2 separate regions of the Mus musculus genome follow, and region 1 is linked to region 2. Evidence: chromatin contacts called from public Hi-C data. All regions are on one chromosome and are shown on one strand. Each heading gives the region's core, a stretch centred on a gene start, on an enhancer-like site or on the middle of the called end of the contact. The rest is flanking DNA. Distances are from core to core; before and after follow the strand shown. Region 1 holds the start of Ccdc80 (coiled-coil domain containing 80). Region 2 overlaps Cd200r4 (CD200 receptor 4).

What was found. A called contact is a pair of places that touch in the nucleus more often than the background predicts.
Region 1: a contact with region 2 is called in a Hi-C map of bone marrow-derived macrophages, with 25 read pairs. The contact joins the promoter of Ccdc80 here to the enhancer-like site in region 2. A contact is called at or near these places in 8 of 39 promoter capture datasets (the HPC-7 cell line, embryonic stem cells, hippocampal neurons and 3 more), 2 of 484 Hi-C or Micro-C datasets (both in bone marrow-derived macrophages), 1 of 115 datasets of contacts at active chromatin or transcription factors (bone marrow-derived macrophages) and 4 of 9 other capture datasets (adipose tissue, embryonic stem cells, liver and 1 more).

Annotation. Positions count from the first base shown.
Region 1 is chr16:45,091,993-45,095,385 of GRCm38.p6, reverse strand. Ccdc80 (coiled-coil domain containing 80) reads right to left here and starts at 1,375. Exons shown (of 8, transcript NM_026439.3): 1 at 961-1,375; 2 at 1-514. The coding sequence starts at 503.
Region 2 is chr16:44,831,904-44,835,219 of GRCm38.p6, reverse strand. Cd200r4 (CD200 receptor 4) reads right to left here. Exons shown (of 6, transcript NM_207244.2): 2 at 3,083-3,145; 3 at 2,048-2,362; 4 at 1,688-1,936. Among named protein-coding and RNA genes, the nearest start is that of Cd200r4, 13 kb to the right of the region's middle. Within about 2 kb of position 1,814, at least 8 of the 459 cell types and tissues checked have an H3K27ac peak or open chromatin away from gene starts, as enhancers often do. A contact at or near this core is called in bone marrow-derived macrophages, where this site is marked.

The sequences.
Region 1 (3,393 bases), core at 126-2,625, 260 kb before region 2:
ATCATGAGGCGGTAGTAGCCCTCTGAGGCGTGAGGGGCTGAGATGACCCATACCCTGTTCTTTCCTGCAAAGCTGGCCAGGATATTGGGAGAGCTAGATCCAGAGGGGAATCGCAACATTCTTGTCCGAGCAGAAGACCCCTCATCTCGGACCATCTCACGCGCCGAGCTCCTAGCTATGGGTCTCACCTCAGGTCTGACTGGAACTCCATTGATACCTGAGGGGGGTGGTCTCATGGTCGGGTGAGCTAATCTCAACACTGGTACACTCTTCCTCCTTTGGAAAGGCTGAGGATTTGGTTCTTCCTGGGTGGATTTCTCAACTCCACCAGACCTCCCGGTGTGCCTCAGATACCGAGCTGACCTACTGCTGATTGGAGAAACCAAAGGTACTTTCCGTCCAGTGTGGCTGTCGCTATCCAAGGCAGGAGAATGAGATGCTGAGCCACACACCAGCCACATGGCCAAGAGCGTGGTGAAGTGGGGTCCCATTTTCCACATCATTGTATTATCCACTTGGGGACGCAGAGGGGGTATAATACAAAAATGAAAATAACATAAAATGAGAAGGGAGAAAAAGAAAAGAAAAAAAGTCATTAATTGCAAGCAGAGCTGGGCATGATCTCTTTCTCTAACTTGGCCAAAAAGAAAGGGCAGGAGATAGTTAAAGAAGAAAAAGGAGGGCAAGCAGAGGAGGGCAAACAGAGAGAGGGCTTCTCTTAAACTGCTGCGATTGTCAGTGCTTAGCAGAGTCAGTCTTTAAGCAGGAAATCCAGCTTTGATTTACAGGCGGCAGGCATGAGGCACGCCTGCTCTGCCTCAGCTGTGCCCAGATGCACCAGAGACTGTGTAAACTGAGCATGCTAATTATGAATTCTAACTGTGAATGTGCATTCACACTTCATGTCTTCAAACAAGCAACAAGGAAACAAACACCAGAGAGCAAGGTTGGCACACTTACACAGTGGTTCATGGAGATGCTTGCAGAGGCTTTCCAGAGAAACGTGAAGGTTGGTCCCCAGGACAGTTTCCTAGGTGAGATCGGTTCCTTCCTGCTCTCTGTCTCCTTGTCTGTCTGCAAAGCAGCCCCAGGGAGCCCAGCCTGGGCCGATTCCTTTTGCTGGCTGTGTCTTTTACCTTCTGGTCCAGTGGGAGGAGGTGAACGCTGCTGTCCTTGGGACCGTTTGTATCTCCATTTGTCTGCAGTTTCTCCTGGGTCTGTGTGTGCCGGTCCTTGGTTGCCACAGGGATCTTCCTGAAAGTGAAGTCCTAGTGATTTCTGAATCTCGCTCTTCCCTTCTGTGGAGTTTTCCCAGAACTTCTTATCACCCTTCCCCTCCTGCAGTCTGGCCGAGTCCCTTTGTTTCCGAGCGTAAAAAAAAAAAAAAAAAAAAAAAAAAAAAAAAAACACCAGGATTAATATGTTTTCCAGGCTGAGGGAAAACAGAGAAGCCTGAATGTGAAAAGGGACAATTTCCCCCTTCCCTTCCGTCTCTCCTCCCTTTATTTCCCCCCACCTTCTCTTCTCCCTTTTCTCCCCCTTCTCCTTCTATTTTTTCCTCATCTGGATTCCATCCCAGAAATGTCAGGGCTACTTCAGGTTTGCTCCAAACCAAACTCAAACAACAGCACTGGAAATCAAGAAAACTTCACTAAGAATTTAACAGATCAGCAAAACACGCCTCCTTCCCCTCTCAGTACATGGAGAGTCTGTGAACCTGGAGAGGAAGGAGAGGGCTGTGCTTGGGCTGGGAAAAGTTTTGAAACTCTACACATCATTGTAAATCACCTCAGAATAGGATGACTGAGGACTTAACCCCTTCCATACCGAGCCATGGGGCGGGACCTTCCCCCTCCTGTGGATTCTCACACTACAGTTTGAGAAGGGGAAAGTCCTCAGGTTGCTCCATCTGACTGGGTTCCCTAGAGACAGCTGCTCACTTGGGCCACAGATATTGGCATTGCATTTCGAGACAGTATGCATCTATTTATAGTTCCACGTGTATATTTTTATCTCTTTCTGCCTGCTTTATGCTTTGAGTTCTGGGTTGGAAAAGCCCATGGAAAACATGACTAAGTTGTTTTTATATTATGCTAATTGGGGCTCAAGTTACTGTGTTCTCGGTCCTTATTTCTCCTTGGGATGGGGGTGAAGCTGGTAAAAGGTTAGCAATGCAGGCAAAGGCTGCTGTCTCCTGAGACTGCAGTTGGACATTACATCAGGGAATGGGCATTCTGGCTCCCAGCTTCTCTAGAAATGGTGAGCTCTCTCTCTCTCTCTCTCTCTCTCTCTCTCTCTCTCTCTCTCTCTCTGTGTGTGTGTGTGTGTGTGTGTGTGTGTGTGTGTTACAATATTCAGCTCTCCAGATGCTTTAAGAACCTAAAATGCTTAGTCAGTCCCTAGAAGTAGATGTATGCTTGGCTGGGAAGGTGCCTCAGCTGGTAAAGTCTTTGCTTCTCGCAGTATGAGAGCCTGAATTCAGATCCCCAGCATTTACAGAAAAACTGGGTACTGAGGCTGTAACTCTGGCACTGAGGGAAAAGGAGCAGAGGCAGGTGGGTCACTGGAACTCACTCCTCAGCCTTTCTAGCTGATACAACCAGCTCTAGGCTCAATGGGAGCCCCTGTCTCAAAAAAGTAAGGTGGAGGCGCTAGTCGGACTCACTGGTTAAGAGCATCAGTTGCTCTTGAAGAAGACTTGGGTTTGATTTCCAGCACCACATGGTGGCTCACAATCATCTGCAGCTACAGTTCCAGGCAATATGGACCGTTCTGACTTCTGCAGTCACCAGACATTGCCTGTGTGTGTGTGTTCATGAGCACACACACACACACACACACACACACACACACACACACACACACACACAAAGGAAAGGCTTTCATACACATTAAATAAATAAGGTAGAGAGTGGCTGAGGAATATAACTGACATCAGCATCTTAACTCCACTCCCTGCAATGTGTGCACGCATATGAATGTGAACAGATGCACATAAGACACACAGCCACACAAACACACAAAGAAATAGTCATATAAGGCTCTACAGGAGAGACTATGGCAGCTTTCCCACTCACCTTCTGGGTCTGTCATGAGGACTCAGCGTTAGGGGAGAAGAGAAGACATCTCAGGTCCCGTGGGCATTTCTCCCAACCTCTCCAAATTTATATTAACTGTCGACAACAGTGGCAGCCCAGGCTCCACCAAAACCCGGTGAACTAAGCCATACAAACAGCTCCCCTGGATGGGTGAAAACCTCATCCCTAGTTGCATCCATCCCACAACCAGCTCCATCCCTCCCAGTTACAGGCGTCTTCCCTGCACATAAAGAAAACTCTGAGCACAGAGTTGAGGAAATTCCTGTAGGTGGTGTTGGATATAGCACTCTTATGT
Region 2 (3,316 bases), core at 565-3,064:
CAACCAGAGTCCTATTCAAAAGTTTTTACCTGAGCATATTCTCTACAGTGTACTCAGTATATTTGGGGCTCTTTCTTGTGGAAGCTTAGAGTTACAGATCTAACACTGAGATCTTTAATCCATTTGGAATTTATTTCCATGCAAAGAGAAGACTCAAGTTTCATTCTTCTACATGTTAATATCCAGTTCCCCAACACTATCTTTTCAGATGCTATGTATTCTTCAGTGAATATTTTCAGAATATAATGAAAAATTGGGTGACTACAGGTACATGGATTTTTATCTGGGCCCTCAATCCTGTTGCATTGATCGATATTGTTTGTATCTGTAATGTTATCATTCTGATTTTGCTGTTTTGCCTGCATAATACAACTTGAAATTGGATCTGATGCCCTGTCCAGTGACATTTTGTTGTCAGTGTGGTTTTAAATGATTTACAAGCCATCAAATGGTGCTAAGTGAGGATGAAATGCTCTAAAACATCTGAAGAATCAGAATGGTTACACAACACTTGCTGCGAGTCGGGGAGAAGTGGGTTTAGGATATTGCATGGTGGCCTACTAGATGAAACAGGTTAGTAGAAGAGGACTTTTTGGGGGAAAGGAGCAACTTAAAAAGACATCTGAGAATGAATTAACCTGAATCCTCTTTGGAACATTAAAAGGGAAATATGGATATCAGATCTATGATCATCAGAACCTATTTCCAAGTTGTAAGACAGCCAAGACTATCTATGTATAGAGACAATATATCAAAAAATACAAAAAAAAATTTTAAAAAGAAAATTATATATGGCCTTTGTTTTCCATCTACTGAAACATAGCTCCTAAAAGAATTGCCAACAAAATAAAAAATCTTTAGCATGCCAATGACTGGTGTCTAGGAGCTCTTAGAGATCTTCATGGTGGGGGTAGTCCCAGAAAGGCTAAATTGTAATTAGAGAGTTAGTACTTGGGACTCTATACTAACACAATCATTCCCACTTAATCTTGTGTGAAGAAAGAATGGCTGGAGATTGAGTTAATCACCAATGATCAAGGATTTGCCCTCAAAACTACATAACAAAATCTTAATATAAATCCTAAATGGTACAGTTTGAGGAGCTTCTGTATGTAGATAACATGAAGGAACTGGGAGCACAAAAATCTTTCAGATGGTATGACGCTCTATACTCCTTCCTCCATAAAGGGTCCTAAGAATCTCTTCAATTTATCTATCTCTGTGTTGGAGTCTTTATATTAAACCAGCATAGTAAACAAGGTGTCTTCTTCAGTTTTATGAACCATTTTAGAAAATCATTGAACCTGATAAGTGAATTATGGAAACATCCAAAATTTATAGCTAGTTGATAAGAAGTGCAAGTGATAACAAAAACTTGTTATAAGTGCTGAAGTGGGTTTCTTTTCCTAGTTAACTCTCAACTTCACAGAGCTTAGAGCCACCTTAGAGGCCAACACAGTATGGGCAGCACCACCGCTGTCCAGGTGACACAGGTTAGCAGGAGTCTGCTGAGCTAGAAAACAGCTTCATGTTTTCTGCTTCATTCTTTGTCCTGAATTTACTCCTTCTTCCCCTAAACAGATTTGTCTACTCTATTTGTCACACAAAGAATGAAGGTAAAACCTTTATCTTTCATGGAAGAATAAGGTAAATATCAATTATTCCTTCTTTTTACAAAAGTACTCACCTTGACTCAGTTCTATGGACAGAGACTGATTACCAGTCGAATGAGAGACTAAGCAGGACACAACAGACACATTGTTCTGCTCCCAGTGGCACGTGCTCCTGACAGTCACAGTGCCATTGCTGTGTGACTCACTCTTAGTGACACAGTCCCCATCTGGAGTCCAAGAGATCTGTGCAGCAGGCTTGCCTGCCATTGCCTCACAGACTGCAGTTCTGTTTTTCCCTGGAAAGTAGGTTACCTCAGGGGGCACTGGAGAGATGGGAAGGAAATAGAGCTTCAGTCTTGTCACAATCACAAGGACATTTTTTCTAACTAAAATTGGTAATGTGAAATAGCACAATATGTGACATTGTCACTTACCCAGCACTTGGAGGTCATAGACTTTTTCTAAATTCCCTTCAGGTGTTACTATCTCACATGTGTAAGTCCCCTCATGCTGGAGGGCCACTGCACTGATCTGAAGTTCAGGACTGTGGTCAGGTGTGGAGGCCCAGGTGATGTTCCTGCCCAAGCAGCTGGTTTCATTGGTCTTTTTATCTAGGTTGTATGCTATTGTGCAGGAAGGCAGGTGTCTGTGTTTTATTATCCATGTGATTAATACTGCATTTATCAGTGGACTAGAAAAGCAGCAGAGCAGAGCCTTTTTATCCATCTGTACAGACATTGTAGTGTTAACTGGATACACAGAGAGAAAGGACGAGAAAAAGAAACCTTGTGAGTTAGGTCTATCCACAGTAACTTATATGAAGTTACACTAGAACAATGCTTGACTAATGGAAGTATTACAGCAATAGTAGATTTGTCTCACATTTCTTTATTTCTGTATGTTCAAACTATCAGAATTAAATATGTTATTCATCTTCTAAAGTAAAGGTTCGAGCATGTGGGCTACGCACATCTTGCACCATAAATCCTCACATTGCTTGGACACTGACATAAATCATCCCTGATGGATACAAGTGTGCTAAGTGGTGATAACTCGACAAACTTATCTGTCACAATCACTTGTGACTAAAGTCAGCCATGTCATCACTTTAACAGGAGCAGAACTTGATGGGAATAAACCATGCTTATGATAAACACTGCATTAACATCTCTACTTCCTGATTTCAATATCACTTGTCTCTTTGGGGAACTCAAGTCCTCACAAGTCAAATCCAAATAAAGCTCAACTAATCCAAGAAAGAAATTCTTAACACAGACCTACCACAGTCTTTTCATCACTCACTCTGAGGTGGTAAAAGTTTAGAGGCAAGGGTTCAGGGTCCCTCACACCATAACACTACATCACCAGACTCTGCTACTCCTCCTAAATCTGTCCAGTAGCCAAGGCATTAGTTACTGTTTCTAAGCAAGGTCAACTCTCCATTCCCACATAATAAGCAAGAATGTTACCTTGTGTCAGAGAAGATGAACTGTCATTCTGTATTGTTTGATTCTCATCAGTACAACTTGACCCTAGAAAGTATTTAAATACAAGTGCTTAAATATTTAAATGATTGTAAGCAGGAATTCAAATTTTATCATCACTGATATGTCAACATCTTCAAAATTACATTTGTAAGATACTAATCAGTCGTTTCCCATTCATGAGTAACTTTATTTTGCCAAATAGTTTACAGTAGCCAT